Regions from separate parts of the Mus musculus genome. Here region 1 is linked to region 2. The links are chromatin contacts, called in public promoter capture Hi-C maps. All regions are on one chromosome and are shown on one strand. The core of a region is the stretch at or near the end of the contact, and the rest is flanking DNA. Distances in the headings are between cores, read along the strand shown.

Region 1 (6,141 bases), core at 779-3,278, 630 kb before region 2:
GTGAGTTACCTAACATGAGTGTTGGGAATTAAACTGGGGGCTTCTGGAAATGAAATCTTCTTAATCCACCAGTTGTTCCTCCAGCCTCCATTAGAAACAAAACAAAACAAAACAACCCTTAACTAAGAAAAAAAGCCTTTACTCCCAGCACTTGGGAGGCAGATGCAGGTGGTTCTCTGTGAGATGAAGGCCAGCCTGCTCTATAGAGTGAGTTCTAGGTCAGCCTGGGCTACACAAGCAAAACCTTGTCTCAAGAAACAAACAAACAAACAAACCCCCAAACCTAAAAGAAAAAAAACCACAAAACACTGGTAGCACGTCATGAATGAGAAGAAAAAAAAAAAAAGAAAGCAAGTGGCTGGACTAGGTTGATAGAGAAAAACTAAAGGAGGGAAATTAAATAGGAGGGCAACAGGGACAAGGTGGGTAGTGAAGTCGTGGCTAAAGGTAGAGTGGAGGGAGGGAGGTAAAGCAATGCAGCAAATAGCCTAAAACAAGCCAAATTCTGCAGACTCTGCACAGACCCTGAGAGTCAGGCGGCCAGCCTGTGATGTCTGGGGAGTGAGAAGAGGGGTGGAGATATATATGACGGACACAGGCTGGCCCACACTGGTTCTGGTTTCAGTTGGCTCAGTCCATCCATCTTTATGTTGGCCCATTTGGCCTACACTGACTTTGAAAACATGGACAATAAGAAACAATTGTGTATTTAATCTGTGAATGAAAACATAGAGTCACACAAAGTGGGTATCCCTTAACAACCAAACTCCTCTGCATCCCATATCTAGAAGCTACAAACAATGACTGGGGTCCCTTAAGCATCTCCACTGGTGCTGCTACCCACAGTTATGCAGTGTGTTCTGACTCTTTCTGAATAAGGGTCGCTCCCCATGTTCTTCATTCTCGAAGCCTGGAAACACTCAGCCCAGACCTTTACCACCAGTAACAGAAGAGTTTCTAAGGGACCCCCACCCCCACCCATTCTCCTTTTCCCTCTTGAAATAAATGAGATGACAGAGTAGTCCTGGAGGTGCTTCTGATAGACTCCAATCTAATAATATAAACCAAGGGCCATAAAATTGCAGAGGGAGTTAAAAAGTCTCTTTTACTATAAGTGAGGTTTGTTGTGAGTTCTAGAAAATTGCGGATTTATAGTTAGGAAAGGAAACATGCCATGCTTAGGCATTACACATGATTCCCTGCTACTGTAACATTCTTATTTGAAACATTCCTGTAGAAAGGGAACATTGTTCTCAAAGCAAATGTTAATTGTGCTGGGATACTTGACTCTCAGTTGTCTAGAGATCAACCAGACTCAGGTGTAGGAGACCCTCTCCCTTCCCTTGCTTCTTCAACTGAAACACTTGGGGCTCTGTCTTTGGCTATCAAACTTCAGTAATGGAACCACCCCAGAAATCTCATGCTGGAAGGAAAAAGCCTGAGTTTCTGGGGGCAGCCAGTAACTACAGAAGGATTTGCAACTTGTCAAGGGGGCAGGCTTGGAGAAGGAGGCTGGATCAGGGGTCGGGGGTGACGGGTGAAGGGTGATTGGTGAGGGGACACAATTTCCTTATACTGCACACTTCTTGCCTTCCATTTAAACCTTATCTTTATGTTAGACCTGGAAGATGAACGTGGGGAGTCATTGAATTTCATCCTCTCAGTGTGGTCCCATTTAATAAATCGTTTTCTGCTTTTCACAATCAGACAGATGTCCAAGCCTGGCGAGTTAAGGTTGCCACTGTACAGGGCCATTTCCCTTTTCTGAGACTATAAAGCACAGTGAAACGGTGTCTTGTGGTTAAATGTGATAACCTGAGGGTGTCTGATAACACAGCGTTACTCAAAGCCTCAAGTTTTCCCCAGTCACTCTCACCAGAAACTTCCAAGGTGGCGCTGGTCTGAGAAGAGGAAGACCGGAACTGAACGGCCTCCAGGTGGCGCTCTAGACCACTCCTCCGCGCTGTGTGGCTTTTTTTTTTTTTTTTTTTTCTTCGCCCCGGAAGTGATTTCTAGGCCGGGGTTAGAGAGGTCGGGCCATGGTGGGGCAGAGGTTGGGAAGATGGCGTTGCAAGGTTGGGTACAGCGAGGCTGGCGCTGCGGTCCGGCGTGGGCGCCTCCCTTGGGTGGCGGCTACCGGGAGCTCTCTGCGACCCAGGCCCCGCGGCTGCTTGGACGCAGGTAATGGCCGCCGCTTCCAGCTCCCCCGGCTTCCCATGAGCTGGGGTTGCGCGCATCCTCGGGGGATAGGTAGCCGTGTGGGGCTCCCGCTTTCCATTGTTTACGAGGTCTTTGCTAAAGCTGACTCCTCCCTGCCTAGCTTTTCCTTGGTCCTCCTTTCCCTACTGGCTTCTGGGTGCCGAGCCGCGAGAGGTGTCTGGCCGAGCCCGGCCCGGTTCTCCGGACCCGCGGTCTTTCCTAGTAGTTCCGAGGGATGTGATGGAAAGGGGAACTTCTGAGCGTTAATTGCATGTCCGGCTCATATTCTTGAAAGGGCTGTACTGCTGTAGGAAGCACGTGGCCTTTCCGGCCGGCCGGATCTTACATGAAGTGTAATAGAAGAGAAATTCCATAGCAGTTGAATTAATACTGACGTTGAAACTTAGTCCGAAGATGTCAACTTTGCAACTTCTACCTAATTGATGGTACCATACACACCAAGGGGCCTGAGGTCTTTATAAACGTGTGAGCTAGCCAGAGATGAGATTGAGCCTGGCGAAGGCACCACCTGATCTTAAAATTCACCCGAGGTGGGCACAGGTCTGTAATCTCAACTCTCAGTAGTCTGAATCAGGAGGATGGCGAGTTGGAGCCAAGCTGGGAAAGGCTGAATTATAAATAAATAAACAGCACCTGGACTATATGTAGATTCATTTCCCAGGTGCCACCCAAAATCAGAATCTTGGAAAGTGGCGAAAGCGGAAGAACCTGCTCCTCAAGTGAAGCTTATTAACATCTGTGGAAAAGTTGCATATGGTGTAGCTTACTGGCTAACGTTTAAAATCAGGCATTGCTTTTAAACAGCTTGGTGTGGTCAGACTTGCTTGTAAGCAGGGTTAGGCGTTCAAGGCTAGGCTGGGCAGCAGAAGACTGGAAAAAAGAAAGGAAGAAAAAAGTCTTAAACAGGTGGAACTGGGGAGGTGCCTTGGAGGTAACAAGATTTCTGTGATCCTGTTGATTTGCTGTGATAGTTTCGGGAAAAGGCAGCAAAAGAAGTGGACACTTCATCTCTGAGGAACCTCATTGGTAGGGTGCTTGTCTCTAGTAACACCACAAAACTTGTCAAAAGAGTTTAGCCTACCTATCATGGTGGCTCAGGCTAGTAATCCCGGCACTTGGGAGGTGGATTAGGAGTAGGAGCCAGACTGTCAGGCCACCATGGATTACTTGAGGTCCTGTCTAACCCTCCCCTCAGTACATGTGGTATTAAAATTTATATGGAAACTTGGAAACTGACATTCTTAATCTTGTGGTTATGGGAGAATGCATTAGATGAGAATGTGGGTGAACCTGAAGTGGCTTTGCTCTTGTCTCCACATGTATGAACTTAATAGGGAATGGGAGTTGCTCGCTTTGTAATCACTAGTCTGTTTTGAGCCACTGTGGTTCTAAATTAGCATGAAGAATGAGCCAGGCCTTGTGGCTCTAAAGAGGTCCCAACGTTTGCATTTTATAAACACTTTATGTGGTGATACAAAGGCAAAGGTGATACAAACACAAGGTCCTCAGGCACCTGCCAGCCCACACACGGTTCTCCCTTTACAGGAGTTATAAGATTTTATGATATGGTTAAGTTTAGGTTGCTGCACTCCTGTCCTTCAGGATTCTTGTCTAGCAAGAGAAATCAATAGTACTGGGTTACAAGTTTAGTTCTGTATAATGAATGCATTCTGATGATGATCATTTGGTTTAGTTCAGTGGGAACTGATCACTTTATTTATTAGACCTACTTTGGCTACTTTAAACTCTTCCTGGGCTTCGTGAGCTCTTAGCTCAGCACTCAAGATTCTCTGCTCTTACAGGGGACCTGGGTTTGATGCCCAGTTTCCACATGGTTGCTTACAACTGTCTGGAACCCAGTTCCAGGGGCTAAAGGCCTCTTTAGGCCTCTGCTAGCACCAGGCACACATGTAGTGCACAAACATACATATAGGCAAAACCTCCATATACATAAAATTAAACGCTCTTGGGGCTGGAGACATGGCTCAGGGGTTAAGAGCACTTAGTACTCTTCTAGAGGACCTAGGTTCAATACCTAGCACTCAAATGATGGTTCACAATTGCCTGTAATTCCAGGCCTAGAAATCTGTTACCCTCTTTGGGCCTCCAAGGCATCAGACACATGAGTTGCACAGGCGTACATGCAGACAAAACATCCATACATGTAAGGAATTGAATTTTTAAAAAGAATAAGGCTTTTAAAAAGAAAAAAAATTACTTAGGAATGCATTTGGCTATAAAACTGATGACTAGATAAGTGGGAATTATTTTTTCTAAGATGTTTTGAGGGAAGAAGCGACTGCTGTCTTTGTACTATACTCCAAAATGTCAGGGTTTAAGTGTAAATTCCTTGACCTTTATCTTGGCTTTAAAGAGAACTGTTTTAGCTTTAGATATTACATCCTATTCAAGCCAGAAAGATAGAGGCACGTGTGTGTGTCTGTCTGTCTGAGTGAGACGGGGTGGAGGAGTGGGGTTGAGGGTGGGTGGGGAGGGGGTGATGGAGAGGCAGGCCAGTGGTATGAGATATTACCATACAGAAGGCTAGAAAACAAGGATATTGCTTTCCTAGCCACTAAGAAAAAGTAGGCAAGGGGAAAGGATTAATAGCATTTGGGATTGACTGTTCAATGGTGTTTGCTTCTCAGATTGCTGATGTCATTGAAGGGAGTTCAGCACTACTTACTATTTGCCTTAGCATTGGTTGAGTAAGTGGATAATCTTCTGAAACCAAGTTGTTAAATGTAATCTAGACATGAAGGACGGGATTAGATTAGAAAGGGAAGCTTTTTTGTTTATTTATTTTGAGACAGGGTCTTACCAAGGTCAGTGTAACCTCTAACTTGATAGTGCCCTGCTTCTTTCCTTCTCTTGAGGGCTGGGGTGTATGCTACCATCCCTGGTTTGTGCTGAGCTGGGATTGAGCCCAGTGTTCTACTGACTGCATTTAGTCCAGCGTTCTACTGACTTAAATCTCAATTCCCTCACCTTATTTTTCTCTCTTTTTCTTCTTTTTTTGAGACAGAACCTTCCCGTGTAGCCTGGGCTCACTATTTTAGCCTCCTGTTTAGGGTGTAATGAGAATATCACAAAGGGAAAGTGTACTTCAAGAACTTGCATGGATTGAGTTTTCGTACATAAAGGAATTGGAGCCTTTGAGTGCGTGTCTACTATTAAGGAGTTCAGGAACAGAAGTATCAGAGTGAAGGGTCAGATTGAAGAGTGGAGCACTCAGACTCAGCTGGGATGGGGGCTGTGATCCACACTGCTAAGCTGTAAGGACTCAAACAAGAAGATCCCTTTTGAAGACTTCCTTAAACCAGTGAAATCCATCACTTATAACTATCAATACTTATCAAAGGAAACCGTTAGGGTTGCAAGGACAACACATTTAAATGTTTCTTTTGGAGTCTGGTCAAAATTCAGACAAAACAAGGTTATTTTATTGTTAATGAAGCTGTCAGTGCATGGGTGCAATAGGGAGAAGGAGAGACCTCCACAATGTGGAATGTTGGTTTGAGTGCACACACAATAAATAGAAACAAAAAGAAACACTTCACTATTTATGTAGTCTTTTTCCCTGTGGAGAATCAAGGTATCTTTTTCTGATTGATACAAAGTAATAAATAGCCCATGATGCACTCTCTGGGCTACTGTAGTTTGGGTCGCATTCTTCCCAGGAAGGTTAAGGATACTTTCTTGAGATTAGGAGTCTTGGCTCTTGTAGGATTGTTAGGAAGTCACGTGACATGGTGGTGGCTCTGGCCAAGTGCAGGTTCCTAGGGACTCTTGTGTAGAAGACGACGCACGGCTTCTAATCAGATGCTTACCTACGCTCCACAGGTTTAACTTGTTTGTTCAGCAAAAATGTGGATTTAGAAAAGCACCCAGGAAGGTTGAACCTCGAAGATCAGACACAGG
Region 2 (6,245 bases), core at 947-3,446:
TTTGATTTCGAAGGAGACTCCTTTGGAAATGGTAAGTTAAATGTCCTCAAGTCACAAGCAGACTTTAAGGACCTAAGAGGCAGTTCCAAGGTGTCTTTATTCTGAAGCTGTCAAGGGGCCAGATCATGTGGTTTACTATCATAGTATAACTCTGTGAAGTTTTAAGGGCTGTACTCACCCTATGCTTACATGTAAAAACCATATATATAACTCCACCTGTGCCTGCCAACTTACCCCAGTAGGATGACTCTTCATCTGACTCACTCATTTAAACGCACACACACACACACACACACACACACACACACACACACACACACACACAAATACACACACACACACACACACAAATACACACACACACACACACAAATATACACACACACACACAAACACACACACACACACACAGAGGCACACATGCATACACCCACACACATACACATGCACGTACACCAAGAAAAGAGGGGAAACATTGTGCACTCCTCTCATAAATGCTGAAGACTAAACAATTCCAGCATGTTCAGAGGACATTTTAAACATCTTCAGTAAGAGATTTAAAAAAGACTTTTAATAGATTCTTCCCATTTGTAGAGAGGGAAAAGCAAGATGTGCTCTGTCCACATTCAAGAATGAAGTTAAGTTCTGTCAGAGTCACTTTTCTGGAATATAAGGCATCATTGGACATTGTCTCCGAGCCAGTTTAGTTTACATGCATCTGACTTTTTCTTTGAATTTGAACTACAGCACAGAGCTTGTCTGGAACTTTCCAAGGTGAAACTAGCTTTAGATGAAGGCCAGGGCTAGGTAGGTCACTTTTTAGAAAAGCCTTTGTCTTAGTCACTGTTCTTTTGCTATGAAGAAATACCATAACCATAGCAATTCATAAAAGGGGGCATTCAAGAGTTTCATAGGGTTAGTTTATTATCATTGTAGTAAGGAGCATGTGGCATATAGGGTGTCATGGCTCTGGAACTGAGAGCTTTATATCCATATCCATAGATATTAGAGAGAAAACAGAGAGAACCTGGTCTGGCACAGAGTTTTGAAGGCCAAAGTCTACTCCTAGTGATATTCTTCTTGAAACAAGGCCACATGTACTACAAGGCCACACCTTTTCATCCTCTTAATCCTTCTCAATAGTGCCACTCCCTGATGAGTAAGCATTCAAATAGATGAGCCCACAGGAGCCATTATTATTCAAACCACCACAACCACCTTTTCTATGTTTAGAAAGCAGTGTTATTCAGTCTTCTATGTTTGACCAGAATAGTCATATACATCACCTAAAATATCTTTCTTATAAGAACTCAAAAACATTATAAGTACTTTTCAAACATGTTTAGAGGCTTCATGTGAACTTCTAACATGAATCTTATTTTACTTTGGGTTCCATTATATAACTAAAGATGTGCCTAGGGAAAAAACCTTCCTTTTCATTTATCAAATTAAGAGTTCAGCTGTTGTTTGCTTGGATCCTGTGTTTTTGAAGGGTTTCTTTCTGTCTTAGAGTTTCTGCATTTGCCTTTTGTCTTCATCATAGGGTTAATATTAGTATCACCACAGTTAAGCTGTCAAAAACTGATCTTAGTGTGTCTAACTTCTAGAAAATATTTACTTCTTGCAAAATATCCTCTAACATTAATCATGGGATTTCAGAATGAGGCACACAGTTGACTGTCTAACTGCAAAAAAAAAAAAAAAAAAAATTATGTGAAGAAGGAAAGGGATAGATCTAGCAAACAAGACCTGTCTCATGTCTGGTTACCATTATGAATGCTCACAAGCAAATGCATAAAAGCTCTTTTCTTTGTTTTTCTAAGGAAGGAATAATTAATAGTTAAAGAAACCCTAAGGAAGAGACCAACATTCTTTCATTCTTTTTGCTATTCACCTTCTCATTGAACTCTCACAAACTCCTACCGTTCTATCACCCAAAAGTTTCCCATTTGGTTACTGCCTTAGCTCAAGTCTATATTCCTAGATTTTGTAATTAAAACAAATTTTTTTGTGATGCTCAAGTGGAAAGATATATGCCATTCTTTAAATGCTATATTTTATGAATAACGGTCACTTTAAAAGGAGAAAGCTATTGTGTGAATGAAATTTAAAGAAAAAGGTACAAGGGCCATGGGAACAGTGCTCTTGATGAGGAGGAGATCAAAGAAGGAAAAATTTCTACAGTTTCTCTTTTTACACTCATTAGTTTAAACAGGAAGCTTATGCAATCTTGGCAACAACTGTGGTTTTTGCTTACTTATGAAATGCACTTGCCCTTTTTGGAGGTGTCTTAGTTCTTTCCACATTCCTAAGGGGTTGAGTGAAGCATATGGAAGATTTAAGAGATCCTGCAGGGTCTAGGTTTCTTCTAAGTGACTTATAGGTAATAGCACACATCTGGCTTAGAGAGATGTGGTCCCCTTGTTCCTACGTCAAACACTTATTTTTCTAGACTCCCAGATATGAAGTGTCAAGGACCCTTGTAAAGCTCTACAGAACAGAGTGGAGGTGTTTACTTATGATGCTACCAGCCATCTTGAGGAACAACCAATTGAAGTTTATTTTACAAACCAGATGGGAACTTGTCCTGCAGTATATGTAAAAAAATGCTTCATCTTATTAGAGACATATGCAGGCTCACTGTCTGTTTTAATTTATAATGGGTATACCTGTAATGGCCATAATGTTTAACAAATGCATACTTACAGAATCAGCTTTTTTTGAAGCTAAGGCAGTGGCCTATTGAAATACTGAATATGTTTCTATAGTATGATGGACACATTTCAGTTTATTGAATTCTGTAAAGTGGGACATATCCATTTGACAAATTTCATTTCTTTGGGTACCTTTAGGGTTACTTTCTGTGGGTAATGGAGTTTGATTATAAAATGAGCAAGTAGGACATTGCTTCACAATTTCCTTGGCTTGCTGCAGGATGATAGAGAATTCTTTCTTTAAACCTTTACTGTTAACATTTTTTAAATGGAGTTCCAAAGCCTGTAGCACACATCCTTTCAATTCCATTATTACCTTATGCCAGAGGACCTGGCAGACCTGTATGGGATCTTATGTGTTATATATAGTGGATGACTCCTAATTCTGATCATTAGTTGTAGCTGAGTAAATAGTGGATTCAGTTCAGAATCATCCTGATTTTATGTGTAAAACAACCCTTTCTGCATATTGAGAGTTAGTTACTATATTAAGAGACTCTTGAAAATCTGATAACCATAAGCATTGCATATAATTCAGATTTTTTGAATCCTACTTATAGGGACCCTCAACCACTTTATTTACATCTTTTGAACTGTATCTTCCCTTTTTTAATTTATTAGCATCAGTATAAAATGTTGAGGTTCCAGAAATTGGAGTTCTTTTTATTATAAGAGGGAAAATCCAATTAGTTCCTTTTTACAAATTGAAGTAGCTTGCTTTTAGGGTATTTGTTCTTTTTTTAATCTCCCCTTTCTTCTTTTTTTAAATGGGGTATTTGTTCTTAATCTCTCCTAAGTAATACCGTCTGCTCTTTGCCAATGTTCATCTTGTGCCCATACAAAGGCAATCTCTGCATTAGTAAAAGGTACCACAACTTCAGCTGATTCATCCCAACTAATTGTCAACATCCCTCTTTTCCTTTTAGTATCAATTCAGAAACTTATTCTATGTAGGCTTTTAATTTCTTACTCTGTTTATGTTCTAAAAATATCCATTCTAAGGTGTAATATTCCTCTGCATAAGAATTCCTGTAGGTGAATGAGTAGAAGGAAAGATAACTAAGATGCAGTCCATGTTTGAATACATATAATCTAGATGTTTATCTTGTAATTTCCCTTCTACTAGAGCTAACTCTTTCTCAGCCTTGACTGAGTAGACAAGCCAGTTGTAGGCCATAGCCTTTTAATATCTCTTATTAGCTTCTGAAATTCATTGATTCTTTAATTGGTTTCTTCTGTTTTGTACTTTTTGTGGTCTAACCCTTCATAGACTTATTCTATATTGTAGATAATTAATAGAATCCCCTCTCTGTACTTTTTCAGGGGTGATTGGCCATCCCCAGCAAAGCAAGTTTTTTTTTTTAACATCATCAACTATTTCTTTTAGGATATTCATATATGAAGCAGCCAATAGAATATCATTCATATAATGATTAAATAATGGATTGAGGAAACTGTTATGAATCATCTCCAATAGCTGTTGTACAAAATATTGACAAAAGATGGGGCTATTTAACATTCCTTATGGTAGAACTTTCCAATGATATCTTTTTATTCGACAACTTCTATTAAAGGTAGGTATTGAGAAATCAAAGTTCTCTTTATCATATTTATTTAGAGGAAGTGTGAAAAAGCAATCTTTTAGATCAATAACTATGATAGGCCATTCCTTAGACAACACAGAAGGCAATGGGCTTCCAGGCCACAGAGAACCCATTGGCTTAATAATCTTATTAATTTCTCTGAGACTTTTTAACATCCTCCACTTGCCAAACTTCTTTTTGATGACAAATACCAGAGATTTCCAACGGCTGGTGGGCCCCCTATATGCTGAGACTCCAGCTACTCCTGGACTAGATGCTCTACATCTTGTAGTTTTTCATTTGTCATAGCCCATTGATCAGTCCAAATAGGTTGGTCAGTTAACCTTCTAAATGGTTATGCTGTTTGTGTTTTATCTGCCGTAGATCCTTGAAGTAAAGCTGAATTGTTAGCTCCTGCTTTGTCTTGTTTATGAACAGCCTGGACAGTCTGTAACTATCTTTGATAACACTGTGTAACTAATTTTATTTATTTATTTTTTTTATTTTGTTTTTGGTTAGAAGCCTGACTGGTTTTGTGGCCAGTCTCTGAAACTGAAGGGATATTAATTTTTGTTTTCCACTTTTATAACAGATCTCTTCCTCATAAGTTTATGGCTATATCAACCACATATGACCTTAATTTTCTTGTATGACTTTCAGGCTCTGTACATTTACGATATCTGGTGCTTTGCTTTATTTGGAATAAAGTTCTAACTCCTTGAAATTTGATGCCTACTTCTTGAACTGTCCAACCTGCAGGTCAAGATTTTGAAGAAATAATGTTGACATCTTCTCCAGTGTCAACCATTCCTTCAATTTCAATATTGTTTATTAAAATTCTTAGCATGGGCCTTTGATCCTCTGTAGAAGTTTGTCAAAATATTCGTTTTTGGCCCCTTGTTAGTTTTTTTTTTTTTGAGTTGTTTATAGAATTTGTCTCAGCCTTGTTATTTGGTCCCATGGTGTCTGCTTTCAGAGCAGTGGTGTTTAATTGTCCTGAGGAAGAGAACTCTCCTTGCTTGACATTAGGGCCTGCAAGAGGCTCCCCTGGGAGGTTTTTTGGTAAAGTGTTGCCCATTTATCTGTTGTTGCTCTACATTCTTTAGTCTACTGTTGGCCTCTGCCAGGCTCCCTTTGGGGATTAATTTGGTTTTCTCTTCAGTTTATTCTGAAATGACCCTGCTCACCACAATTAAGACATTTGAAATTTTGGGTCTTTTCAAGGCTTCAAGTGGCAGCCTCTCCTATTAAGGTCATATCATGTGATCGATGTCTAACATCAACCCAATATCTAACCCACTCATCTATTGATGCTGACCTTGTTCTCAATGGTTTCATTACTTCTTTGCATTCATCATCCACATTTTCACAAGGTAAAGACTCGATTAGTGCCTTTCTTGATAATGGATCTGATGTACTTCCTTATATAGCAGTAGTCAAACTTTGCAAAAAGTCAGGGAATATTTCTTTTGGACCTTGCATGACTTGAAGAAATGGCTCAAGTCTTTTCTTTGTTTCTGCAAATTTCTCCCAGACATAAGGCTGCCAAGCAACACAATGTCAAGATTTCTTCATCATATTCAGCCTGCACCTTGATCTCAGCAAGATGACTTTCACCAAGCAGCTGACCTTTAGAAATATTTCTACCCTGACTCTATTTTTTTTTTTTAGTGTGTGTGTGCTATCTCCTTTGTATCTTCTCTTTACCATGAGAACCATTGTAAATATGAGCCAGGTTCTAATTTGCTTTATCTATATTCTTTCAGTCTTGGGGGGTTATTCTATTTTTAGTAGCCCAAGAAGGCAGGATTTTTTTTTTTTTTACAAATGGCCAATACATTTCAAAATTAGTGATACTTTCCTTAAATTTTCTCAGTTCTAACACATCTGTGGGTTGCCATTCAAATTCCTGATAATTCTGTGGATGGTCATCACCTGCTGGCCTTTG

Evidence for each region. Promoter capture Hi-C pulls out the DNA fragments that hold promoters and counts their contacts.
Region 1: a contact with region 2 is called in a promoter capture Hi-C map of pre-B cells, with 6 times the contacts expected there. The contact joins the promoter of Parl here to the enhancer-like site in region 2. A contact is called at or near these places in 7 of 39 promoter capture datasets (3T3-L1-derived adipocytes, the C10 cell line, embryonic stem cells and 3 more), 3 of 115 datasets of contacts at active chromatin or transcription factors (the 230-238 cell line, embryonic stem cells and large pre-B cells) and 3 of 9 other capture datasets (adipose tissue, liver and macrophages).

The regions. Positions count from the first base shown.
Region 1 is chr16:20,298,249-20,304,389 of GRCm38.p6, reverse strand. It overlaps Parl (presenilin associated, rhomboid-like), which reads left to right and starts at 2,028. Exons shown (of 10, transcript NM_001005767.4): 1 at 2,028-2,181; 2 at 6,064-6,141. The coding sequence starts at 2,063.
Region 2 is chr16:19,667,177-19,673,421 of GRCm38.p6, reverse strand. Lamp3 (lysosomal-associated membrane protein 3) reads left to right here. Exons shown (of 6, transcript NM_177356.3): 5 at 1-31. Among named protein-coding and RNA genes, the nearest start is that of Lamp3, 36 kb to the left of the region's middle. Within about 2 kb of position 2,196, at least 10 of the 459 cell types and tissues checked have an H3K27ac peak or open chromatin away from gene starts, as enhancers often do.